Linked DNA regions of Rattus norvegicus: region 1 is linked to region 2. A link is a contact called in public Hi-C data. All regions are on one chromosome and are shown on one strand. Each heading gives the region's core, a stretch centred on a gene start, on an enhancer-like site or on the middle of the called end of the contact. The rest is flanking DNA. Distances are from core to core; before and after follow the strand shown.

What was found. Hi-C and Micro-C count contacts between places; a contact is called where the count stands out from the background.
Region 1: a contact with region 2 is called in a Hi-C map of Schwann cells, with 2.7 times the contacts expected there. The contact joins two enhancer-like sites. A contact is called at or near these places in 1 of 12 Hi-C or Micro-C datasets (Schwann cells) and 1 of 1 datasets of contacts at active chromatin or transcription factors (oligodendrocytes).

Annotation. Positions count from the first base shown.
Region 1 is chr20:43,596,828-43,602,448 of GRCr8, reverse strand. No RefSeq gene overlaps it. Among named protein-coding and RNA genes, the nearest start is that of Rfpl4b, 210 kb to the left of the region's middle. Within about 2 kb of position 4,173, at least 60 of the 93 cell types and tissues checked have an H3K27ac peak or open chromatin away from gene starts, as enhancers often do. A contact at or near this core is called in Schwann cells, where this site is marked.
Region 2 is chr20:42,920,596-42,925,991 of GRCr8, reverse strand. No RefSeq gene overlaps it. Among named protein-coding and RNA genes, the nearest start is that of Trnap-agg35, 450 kb to the right of the region's middle. Within about 2 kb of position 2,196, at least 13 of the 93 cell types and tissues checked have an H3K27ac peak or open chromatin away from gene starts, as enhancers often do. A contact at or near this core is called in Schwann cells, where this site is marked.

The sequences.
Region 1 (5,621 bases), core at 2,924-5,423, 670 kb before region 2:
CCATTCCTTGAATGATTCTCTCTTCCTTTGTTCCCGTGGCCCCTCACTAGTTTTCTCACATCTGTGAATATCTAAATTGTAACATGCATATCTAAACATTCAAAGCTAGTATCCACAAAAGAAAAATCCTAAGTTATTTGTTTTTTTGGGTCTAGATTACCTCACATAGAATGGTTGTTTGCAGTTCTGCAAATTTACTTGTGAATTTTGGTTTCCTTAACTGCTGAGTAACATTCCATTGTGTCAATGTTCCATATTTTCATTACTCACTGACTACTTGAGGAACACATAGGCTGCTTCCACTTGGCAGAGGGCTGATATCTAAAATATACAAAGAACAACAAGAACCACAAACAAGGAACAAAGCAAAAAAAAATTAACAATCCAACTAGAAATGCAACATGAAGCTAAGCAGAGTTGTCAAAAGTTGAAAGATAAATGGCTGAGAAATATTTTAAAATATGTTCGGGGGGGTTGGAGAGGCCTTTCAGAGTTTAAGAGCACTTGTCGCTCTTGCAGACAACCTGGGTTAGGTTCCCCAAACTCACACAGTGGTTTAAATTCGTAAGGCCCCATAGGATCATGTGTTTGAATGTGTGTCCCATGGAAGGGACACTACTAGGAGGTGTAGCCTTGTTGGAGGAAGTGTGTCAGTGTGGAGGTAGGCTTTGAGGTCTCTGAAGCACAAGCCAGTTCTTTCATTGCTACATCAAGATGTACACTCTTGGCCCCTCAAACACCACGAATGCATGCAGGATGCCATGCTTTTCTCCATGGTAATGGACTAAACCTCCTAAACCGTAAGCCAGCCTTAATTGTAAGAGTTGCCTCGGTCATGGTGTCTCTTCACAACAATGAAAACCCAAGACACAACCCCATAACAGCGGTTGATCTGCTGCCCTCTTCTGACCTCCCCAGGCACTGTAGGCACACAGTGCCCAGACATATATGCAAGCAAACCTTTTATACATGTGAAATAAAATAAATAAATCTGATTTTACTAAAACAAATGAACACCGATAAAAACCAACCACTCACCAATCATTAGCCAGCGAGAAGGGCAAATTAAAACCATACTGAGATTTAATTTTGCTCCAGTTAAAATGGCTAAGTTTAACACACAACAAATAGACAAATCACAAAACCAAATAACAGTAGATGCTGGCACAGACGTATGGGAAAGGAAACAGTTATGCAGTACTGGTGAGAGCATGAGCTGATACAACCACTATGGAAATCAGTGCAGAGATTCCGGAAAAAGCCAGAAATATATCTATCAGATCACCCAGCTATATAATACTCCTAAGCCCGTATTAAGGACTATACATCTGATTGAAGAGAGACTGTCCCACTCACATTCATTGCTATTCTGCTCACAATAGCCAGGACATGTTTATAGAGTCTTAACACTTGTCATATGTCAAAATCTTAGTTGTGCACTTGGATAGTTCAACTTTGAATTCTAGTTCCTGGCTTTTACTGGCTTCCAAAAACCCGGGAGCAATGGGAACTAAGATGTATTCTTTGAGTCTTTGAAGGACTCTAAGGAGCAGAGTTAGTATGGTGAGTGAATCCTTTGCACTTCAGTTCTTCTGATGAGGACAAGGTACTCTTTTTTTTTTTATATCAAAGTATTCTTTAGTATAAAGAAATACGAGAACGCTGAAGGGTCAGAAGGTACATGAGTTACGTAGGACTGGGTTTGAACCCCAGCTTCTTCAGAGATATAAATTTAACATAATTTAAGCTTTGAGGGGCTTCTCCATTCTTACTTGTAAGACGAGAACCACAATCGTGGCATGCCTAGAAATCTGCGAGCATTACGTAAGACAACTGTATGCTGGCCACTATACTGATGAGAGTAAACAAGTGTCCATTTTGGTGCATTTATGTGTTATCTCAAAGTTTTGTTCAGAAAATGATTTCTCTGATCCCCTGGGAGGTTAACAAGCATACTTTGAGAATCTGATCTATGTATGTAGACGCTGTTGTGGAGAATACCACTCTCCCTAAGTTCATAGACTAATGTATATCACGGTTCAGAGCTTCGGTTAATGAATGCACTGGGCACAAATGTAAGTCATGCACATTTAAGTCTGTATGGTACTGCAGTTGTACTCCGTGCAAGTTGGTACCACAATCTCACTTCTGACAGAAGTATGACCATAAGCTGACTTTACAGCATGCCACAGCCTCTAGACTGCAACCGATCACCCCTTCTCGATGCTATCCTAATTAAATCCTGACACCGAGGCATTTGCAGTGAGATAAAATTATTAATAACGATATTTAGTCAGGTAAGTAATGCTCACGCTCATTCCGCTTTGTTCCTTGAACTAACATGCTGTCTCGTGAGAGGTGAAACAGTGTCAGAGTTGCGAATCAGTTTCACATTCAAGATAATGAGAAATCATTTCTCCCTGCCTTTGCAGCTAAGAGAAGGAAATGGGGGTATATCCATAGGACTCCCAAAAATAAAGAAAAATAATCTGCGGAAAGCTCTACTCATGTCTCCTGTCATTGCTTTACTTTGAAGGGAGATAACGACACGGGAAGCAAGATGTGTTCAGTGTATTTGCGTAAGCCCTGGAAATGGTGAGACAAACATCTATTTCCACCTAGAACAGTCTTGGATCACTGCATCAGTGTTTTGAAAAGGGTCTCAGATCTCTCAGAATGCACACGGTGATGTGCAGTGTGTCACACATTTACACAAAACACTTATTCAGCATAAAGTATCTTCACGGGGACCGTCAGCCCTTCCCCCTCGTTTCCACTTTCTTCCCTCCAGTCCTCCCATGGGAAGATGCACGCCTGTTCCATTTATGCTCAGCACCAGCGTTGCCATGGAAACTCTCCTCCTTTTCTCTCCCCTCCCCAGTTACCAAGCACAGCTCTGGACTCAGTGCCAAGACCTCCTCTGTACAGACTCAATATTCTTTCAATGTTTAGACAAATCTGTTGGAAAACCTTGTTTACATTTTTTCCCACAACACCATAGCTTCGAGTCGGGGGCCATCCATTTCCCATGGATCTACTCATATTCTGGACATGGTTTCTTTCCCCTTTTCTCCACCATAGCTCTAAAATAAAATTGTATCATTTCATCTGCTTCTTAAGTAGGACACAGAAGGCAACTCAGGGTCACAGAGTCCACCCTTGTGATCAGTTTTATCCAGTCCAGAGTAGAATTTAATATTTTGTATACTAGAATTTTTTTTACTTAAAAACATTTTTGTTTTAAAAAATGCAGTGTGAACGCATGCTTAAAAAACAAGAAATGTTCCTTTTTGTTGGCTCTGGTATCATGTTTGTTACAGTACATCCATGGATCTTACGTTATGCCAGGCATTAGTATTCAGATATATAAATAGTATGTTGGCGTTACATTGCTTAACCTTACAGGTGTGTTTTAGGCTGCACGTTTTCTGTAGAGTTTTAAAGTCTTGTCTATGCAATTCACTGGTGAAACCAAACCGAAATTAATGTTGTTGGAATGACATTTTATCCTTTTCCCCGCTTGAAAACTGCCAGTTATGCCTGTGGGATTCCTAAATGTTTAAAAGCAGGTTTAGCTTTAAAAAATATACTTGCTCTGCCTTTTATTTTAAGAAAGTTGAACAGGTCACTTCAACTCAGTGAACTGGTTGTCCCACCATGCCGACATTTACATCTTTTCATTGTAAACACATGTATTTTTAAATCGTTACTAGGAAAAAAAATTACCTCTGACCAACGGAAGAGGGAGCAATATTCCCTCCTTTTTGACACAAAGTACTGTGGGGGTTGTTTTTTCACCTTTCCCCCCTAAACATAAGCCCCAATGTCATAATCTCTGCTGCTGCTTTTCTCTCTCCCTTTTCTAATTTTTTTGAGGGTGATGGAGGAGGGGCGCGTAGTGCTGGCTGGAGTAGGACCACCCAGTTCGATCAAGGAATCAAAGGTTAAATTCTTTCTAGTTTGTTACTATCTCTCAGGTTATAGTTAATCGTTAGAAATCCTTGTCTTCTACTGTATATTTTTACTTGCGACAGTACTTACGGGAATGAAATGCACTGCACCTCTTTACAGAGAAGCCACGACATTGCGCAAGCAGGGGAGTGAATGTGAACGTTTTTCCAGCCTGCCCTGAGCGAGAGACTCTCTCTCTCTCATTGTTCTCCAGAGTTAGGAACCGCGCACATCTGAATAACAGAGTCTTTTCTGCCTGGCGCAATCCTGGATTGTTACAGTCTAGAGGCCAGCCATGCTGTCACCAGCACAAATTGATTTAACCATCAATCGCTGCGGTCATTAAAGCTGCTAAAAGTCCCCGCCAAACTGATGAATTGCGACTGAATGTGAAATGAGTGTCTAAGTCTTTTTCCCACCACCTCATATCAAAGGCTATTGTATCCTTGCAAAGTAAAGGGTCAGGGGTTCAGGCTGCTGTTCAACAATGGGCTCTGTCAAAGGACAGAGCCCCATTCACACAGGCACTCCCAATTACAGTTTGCTTTCCATACCTTATTGTATGAAATTTGCATCCAAGTAATACATTGAATTATTGGCATACTTTGGGTGTCAAAGGAGTCATTGAATGATTTGTCCTCGAAATACATGGAATCTAAAGCAGCTGCTGGTTCTTGTCTTGACAATGGCACGATTCCCTGGTTTTCCAATGCCTGCAAATGGACTAATTTTCTCCCAGCTCACGGTTAGCACTTGTGGAAAGCAATACACAATTTTTTTCCACATTCACAACTGTGGATCCATTTCTAGATTCTTTTTGAGAGGAGATACAGAAAAGGAATGGTACTGTCTGGCCTATTGATTACATAATGAACTTTAAAAAATCAGCATAACCTCCTTGTCGACAATAATTTACTACTACTACTACTACTACTACTACTACTACTATTAATTTTTCTTAAAGTAAAATGATGCATTGTAAAATTAAAACTATCCTTGCTTATGTTTAAATGCCTAGAAGAACTTTTGGTAATTCGCTTAGAAAAATTATAAATAGAAAATTTTCAGATTTTATGGCTGAGCTCCTCAAAGGGTTATGAACTCACCACACATGCACACACATGTATGTTGCTAAATTATTTACCTAATTTAGCTGACAACTGAGTTCGCAGACATGAAGGATCACTAAAATTCCGTCCTCCATGTTCTGACACTTCTAAGGCAGGAGGGACTTCAGGAAACATTGAGTTTGCTTTCCTGGGTGGTAAGTTTGGTTTTTCCTAGCAGATACTCATCGGCAGGTCGTTTCCCTCCCTCTTGAGTCTTTGCTTTTATATGTGACATAATTTAATTTACCTATGTGCTAGCATATGCAACTTGAGCAAGCACATCAGAGTTGCTTTTCCCCTTCATGTTTAGGCTTAAAAACTGGGTAGGGAGACCTAATTTTAATATCAAGGTTTCTCTCTCCCTCTCCCTCTCCCTCTCCCTCTCCCTCTCCCTCTCCCTCTCCCTCTCCCTCTCCCTCTCCCTCTCCCCCTCCCTCTCCCTCCCCCTCCCCCTCCCCCTCCCCTCCCCTCCCTCTCCCCCTCCCTCTCCCTCTCCCTCTCCCTCTCCCTCTCCCTCTCCCTCTCCCCCTCCCTCTCCCTCCCCCTCCCCCTCCCCCTCCC
Region 2 (5,396 bases), core at 947-3,446:
ATTTGTACAAAGTCATCAACAGGATCTTGAGACTTGGTGATGAAAGCTTTTTCTGAAGATCATCTACATCCTGTATTAGTATACAGTGAGGTTTTATGCACATAGCATAGTCTATTGTAAAACACAGAATGTCAAAAAGATGAGTGAGATTAAGGCAAGCCTCCAGTACATTTTATTTTTAGCTTTCTCACTGAAGACAATGCTCAATGATCTGTGTATGTGTGCTTGTGTCTATGTTTGACTATGTATGAGTGTGTGAGCATTCGTATTTGTGTGTTTAAGTGTCTGTACACATGCCTGCATGTGTGTGTGTGTGTGTGTGTGTGTGTGTGTGTGTGTGTGTGTGTGTATTAAAACGGAGGCTACATGATTATCACAGTAGTTACTAGGCTGGCGTGGTGTCACTCATTTAGTTCATGTGTTAAGATGCCAGCAGTTTAACCTCATCACTTTTGAGCCAGCAAAATAAGAATAGCCCCAATAAGTCCATATATTTGAGTTATTGATCACCAGTTAGGAGAATTTGGGGGAAAGAAATGGGGGGAAACAGTCTTTCTGAATTCTGTGTGCCACTAGGGGCAGGCTCTGAGGTTTAAGAAGACTTCTGTTTTTCCAGTGTTCTCTATCTCCTGTTTTTAGGTCAAGATGTACTCTTTCAATTGTTCCAGCCACCATGCTTTTTCTCCATCATTAAGGACTTTAACCCTCTGAGTTCGTGAACCCAACTAAGTGATGTCTTGTAGAGGTTGCCTTTGTCATGGTACATTATCACACAAATATGAAATTAACTAGTATGCAGAGAAAAAACCCACAAGCAAAATTTTTGCATAGTTATGAAAATAGGTTTGACTTTACAGACGAGGGCTACAGGATCTACAGGGACTATGAATTACACTTGGAAACTTCTGTACCTTACAGACTGCTTATTTCTTCCACTAATTTCCATTGTGGTGTTCCTGAATATGAACCTATTTACTGAAAAATATTTAGAATCCTCAGAAGGACTGGATAGAAGTTTGATAGGGAATTTCATTACCTAGTTTTATTTGTAACAAAAATCAAGTTTGTCTAAGGCACTGTTACGTGAAGAACACCATGTTATCTTCCCAAACTTTCTGGGCAGAAACTTAAAAACTCTGTCTCTGTTTGCAGTGGGAACTCCAAAGAAGTAATTAAAGTCACATGGAAACTTAAATACGAGATCCTGAGTGAATAGAATTAGTGTCCTTTTAGCAAGTGACCCATCCAAATGTGACGGCACACAATGACTCTACCTATTCACCAGGCTAAGCTAGGAAGATGATCGTGTTGGCCCATGTGTTTAATGATGGCCTGAGCGACACAGCAAGATGCGTTCACAAAATAAATAGATGACTAAGTACACTCTATAAAGCCTGAAACAGAGAGAAATATACTGTTCTACAGCCAAGAATGCATTACCAGAAACCAACTGTGTCAGGTCTTAATGAAGTATATCCAGCCAAGAGCACCACAAGAAAACAAACGTCTGTTGTTTAAGCCACCCCAGACGATAGCACTTTGTTATGGCAACCTAAGCACGCTGATACATCATTTATTTTGTAATTGATGAAAACCCAGTCACAGCCCTTGGTTTAACACTCAAAACAAGCTAAAACAAAGAGTTGTGGATTTGGACGCAAGACAGGCTTTGAAGAAATGCTTAAGTTCGGAAGTATAATGTAGCACAATGGTATAACTTATTTACCTGAAGGTTCAACTCTAATATTAGGAAGTTAGATTTATTGTTACCCTTTTAATATCCCAGTCATCCCATGTGTAAAAGCATATTAGCTTTAAGTGTCTGGGGCTATTTTCTGGAATCAATACTTTTTCCTTAGCAGTAGCACAGCAGCAGACGATTGCATAATGAAGCTGTCTGTCTTTATTTACACAATGTATTTTTGTCTTCACTAGGCCAGAAAGAATAGTTCTGTGTAGCAGCTGCCATTGTATTTTCTGCTTATCTCAGTCCTGTCTGCCACTGTTAGAATTCACCAGCTGACACCCGCCTTGGCAGAAACCAAGGGCAGTAATTTTATGCCAAGCAACGATGAAGCTTTGAACTCTTGACACAATTCATCTTAGTTCTAGTCAGTAAAGGGGACTCTTTGGATCTTCCCCCACTTCTGTTGAAGCATTTGTGGCTAGAGAGGGGGGAGGGGAAGGAGAGAAGCCGGGGACGCGATGGAAATGCACACTGGGGAACAGTTGCTGCTCTGTCTGGAGTAGGGCAACAGTGTCACTGGAAGACAGAGTCACTTGTGAGAGATGAAGACTAGATGTCCAGATAATGACATTCCTGCTTGTTTGATTTTGGAAGTTGGAAGGCTATGAGAGCCCATTTGGTCTCCAAAAATACACTTCTGTCTAACTCAAACGATCTGGAGGTTCAAAGTGTAATTTCTGGCACTTTCTGATTTAGGAAGCTTCAATTCAGGCATGAAGGCACTTGATTGTAACCATCAAAAATAGCCCTGTTTTGGTCGTGAATGCTTGATAAATAAAATGGAAAACTGCACGTCTTCAAGTTAATTTTTATACTCCCAATGGCCACGGTTCGTGTGGGTCTCATTGCAAGCAGAGGAGTGAATGATGTCAACATATAACTCAGTTTTAGCCAGAAAGTAACTGGTGGCCAGCCAATCACATTTCAAAATCATACCTTCTAGAAGTTTTGTAATATATTTTTAAAGCACAGGTCAGGATCCCCTCGGTCTCCCGCAGTCTACCGAGGGTAAGAACCGTACTTTCCACATCATTTCCCGATAACTTCATGTTTCACAAGGTACAATGTGAAGTGCAGACGTGAGATGACAAACTAGATAACCACTGCTTTCAAATGTCACCTTGGCTTCAAGGTACCTTCCCATGTCAGTCAAACATAATCTTCAGGCTAGAGCTATGATGGTACTGCTTTTTGTTTCCCCTTCCAATTCTGTGTATAAAGAAATGGATTAAGAGACTCTAATGAGGATGATGATTTAAACGGCACCTGAATTTCTATCCTCTCGCTGACGAATCTTAGCAAGCTGAACAGCCAGTTCTGAGGATAGCTTTTTGATAAAGCAAGCAGAAGGGTTACTTTTGGTTACAATCCTGGTACTTTGCTAATGACAGAGCAGAGAAGACATTGTGTTCAGAGGGATTTCATATCTCCATACTATCTCATAGAGCTAATAAAATAAAAAAGAATGGTTCATCAAAAATTTAAAATCAAATTACATCATGTCATGTATCTCTAGAGAAACAATGAATCAAAATCAGTGAATGCCAAGAAGAAAATGATTTTCATAGGTTCTGCTGATCACAGTTTTTACATCACAGCTTTCAATAAAGTCAGATTCTCCTAATAAAGCACATTTTTGAGAAGCATCCTGATGATGTGTTCTCTTAAAAAGTTACTTTCTGTCTCGATACACACAAAGTGATGGACCTCGTGTATTCCAAAGGAGAAAAAAAATCTTTACCAATACATAAAAACTGTCAGATAAATAAACTCAGTAAGATCTCACTGAAACTTTGTAGGACTTAGCTTACTAATTTAAATCGGTTGATATGCTTGATCAAACATGATATACACGAAGAGGACAGGATGGAACATGAAAGATAGCCAACTAGATTAACTCAGTGGCTGACAGACCAAGTCAGGACCTTAAATCAATTCAGATGTGCTCAAATTTCCACCAGAAGCAGGACTCTGGCCAGAAATGAAGAGGGTAGTCTTCTGATTAGGAAAAAAACAGTGAATGGATAGATTCTTCACGATATCTCTCAGTTATCACCGTTGTGGCAATGTGGGAAACCCAGTAATGCACAGCCATAACTGGTCTTCTCCACAACCCAGGCTATGCACACACATAGTTGACATTTTGTGACTATCCTTGGTCTATTTAACTGCATTCTCGACAAAGAGCTGTATTTAACCTAAAAGCCGGCTTTTGTCCAGTGAGAAATAGGCTCTTCAAAATAGGAAATTCGTGATTTTATTAAATCTAGTTGGATAGGTTGTTTACCATTTGTCAATTTCTTTCTGCTAGGCTACAGTGCCATGGTTTTACTATTTGCCTCTGCCAAAGTCTCAACTACATCTTCCTTCCTTCAATAGTCCTCACTGCACTAAGCCCTGCTCCCTGCTCCCTGCACTAAGACCAACCTTTACTTTCGTCAATGTTTTTGCTTGTTTTTGAGACAGAATCTTACTTTGTCGTTCATAGTGGTTTGGAACTCAAAATCCTCCTGGCTCTCCCTCCCATATGTTGATATCACATGAATATACCTCCATGCCTGACTTCTTTATTTAATTTTAAAACAGGATGTACCTACCATACCTCTTATGGCCCTCTGTTTATGGTTAGTTTTTATTCTTTTGTGTCTTTAACATCCGCTTCTAACATGCCTCAAACTATAACCATTTAATGTGTTCAAGTCTAACTGATCTTCAGAACAAAGTGCACATTCCACTTCTATCATTTTCTTTCCTTCACTTCTAATGTCACCGGAAAATGGCATGTGCCTTAAGTCTTCAGACTGACCTTGGAGAAACAAAAAGTTTCTCCACTATATGCCAACACAGAAAAAAGATTTCTGCTGCATCAGACTATTCAGTGGCCCTTCAGAATGCAAATCAGAATTCACAGTCCTGAAGTCTGTCCAGTGTCACTAGCACATAGTGAAAGCAGAGTGTCAACGTCACCAGAGATCACCAGGATATTCAATCTCAGTACGGCTTTATTTTTTCAATTATTCTCTCAGACAATTAATTACTGACTTCACCATCACCTCCCTTTCCTGCCCCCAGTGACATTTCTTCCTTCTCCCCTGTATCCACGCTCCTTCTGGATCCCCCCATCCCCTGCAAAGAAGAGCAGGCTTCCCAAGGATATCAACCAACTACACCCCACAATAAGACCAGGCACAAACCCACACGCCAAAGCTGGGCTAGGCAACCCAGTGGGAGAAAAAGGATCTCGAGAGCAAACAAAGGAGTCAGAGACATTGCCTCCTTCAGGAATGACTGCAGAACACCAAGCCAACAACCTTAACATCTGAAGAGAACCAAGCACAGACTCACACAGGCCTCATGATTGCCATACGCTTTGCCCCTGCCCGCAGGAGCTTGGTAATTTACAGGAACCGAGGGGGATGCAAACCTGAGGAGGAATGGGTGAGAAAGACGAGCGAGACCAAGCAGTGTCCTTGTCAAGGTCTGTTTATTGAGAGGAATGTACAGCATTTAAAGCTCTGAAGCAGGAACTGAAGCAGGAACTGAAGCTTAGGGCAGGGGAGAGTACAGGGAAGTGCCCAAGGACATAAGGTGAATCATTAAACTGCAAGATATTCTCCTTAGACAGTGAGGCAACAGTCTTCCGGGGACA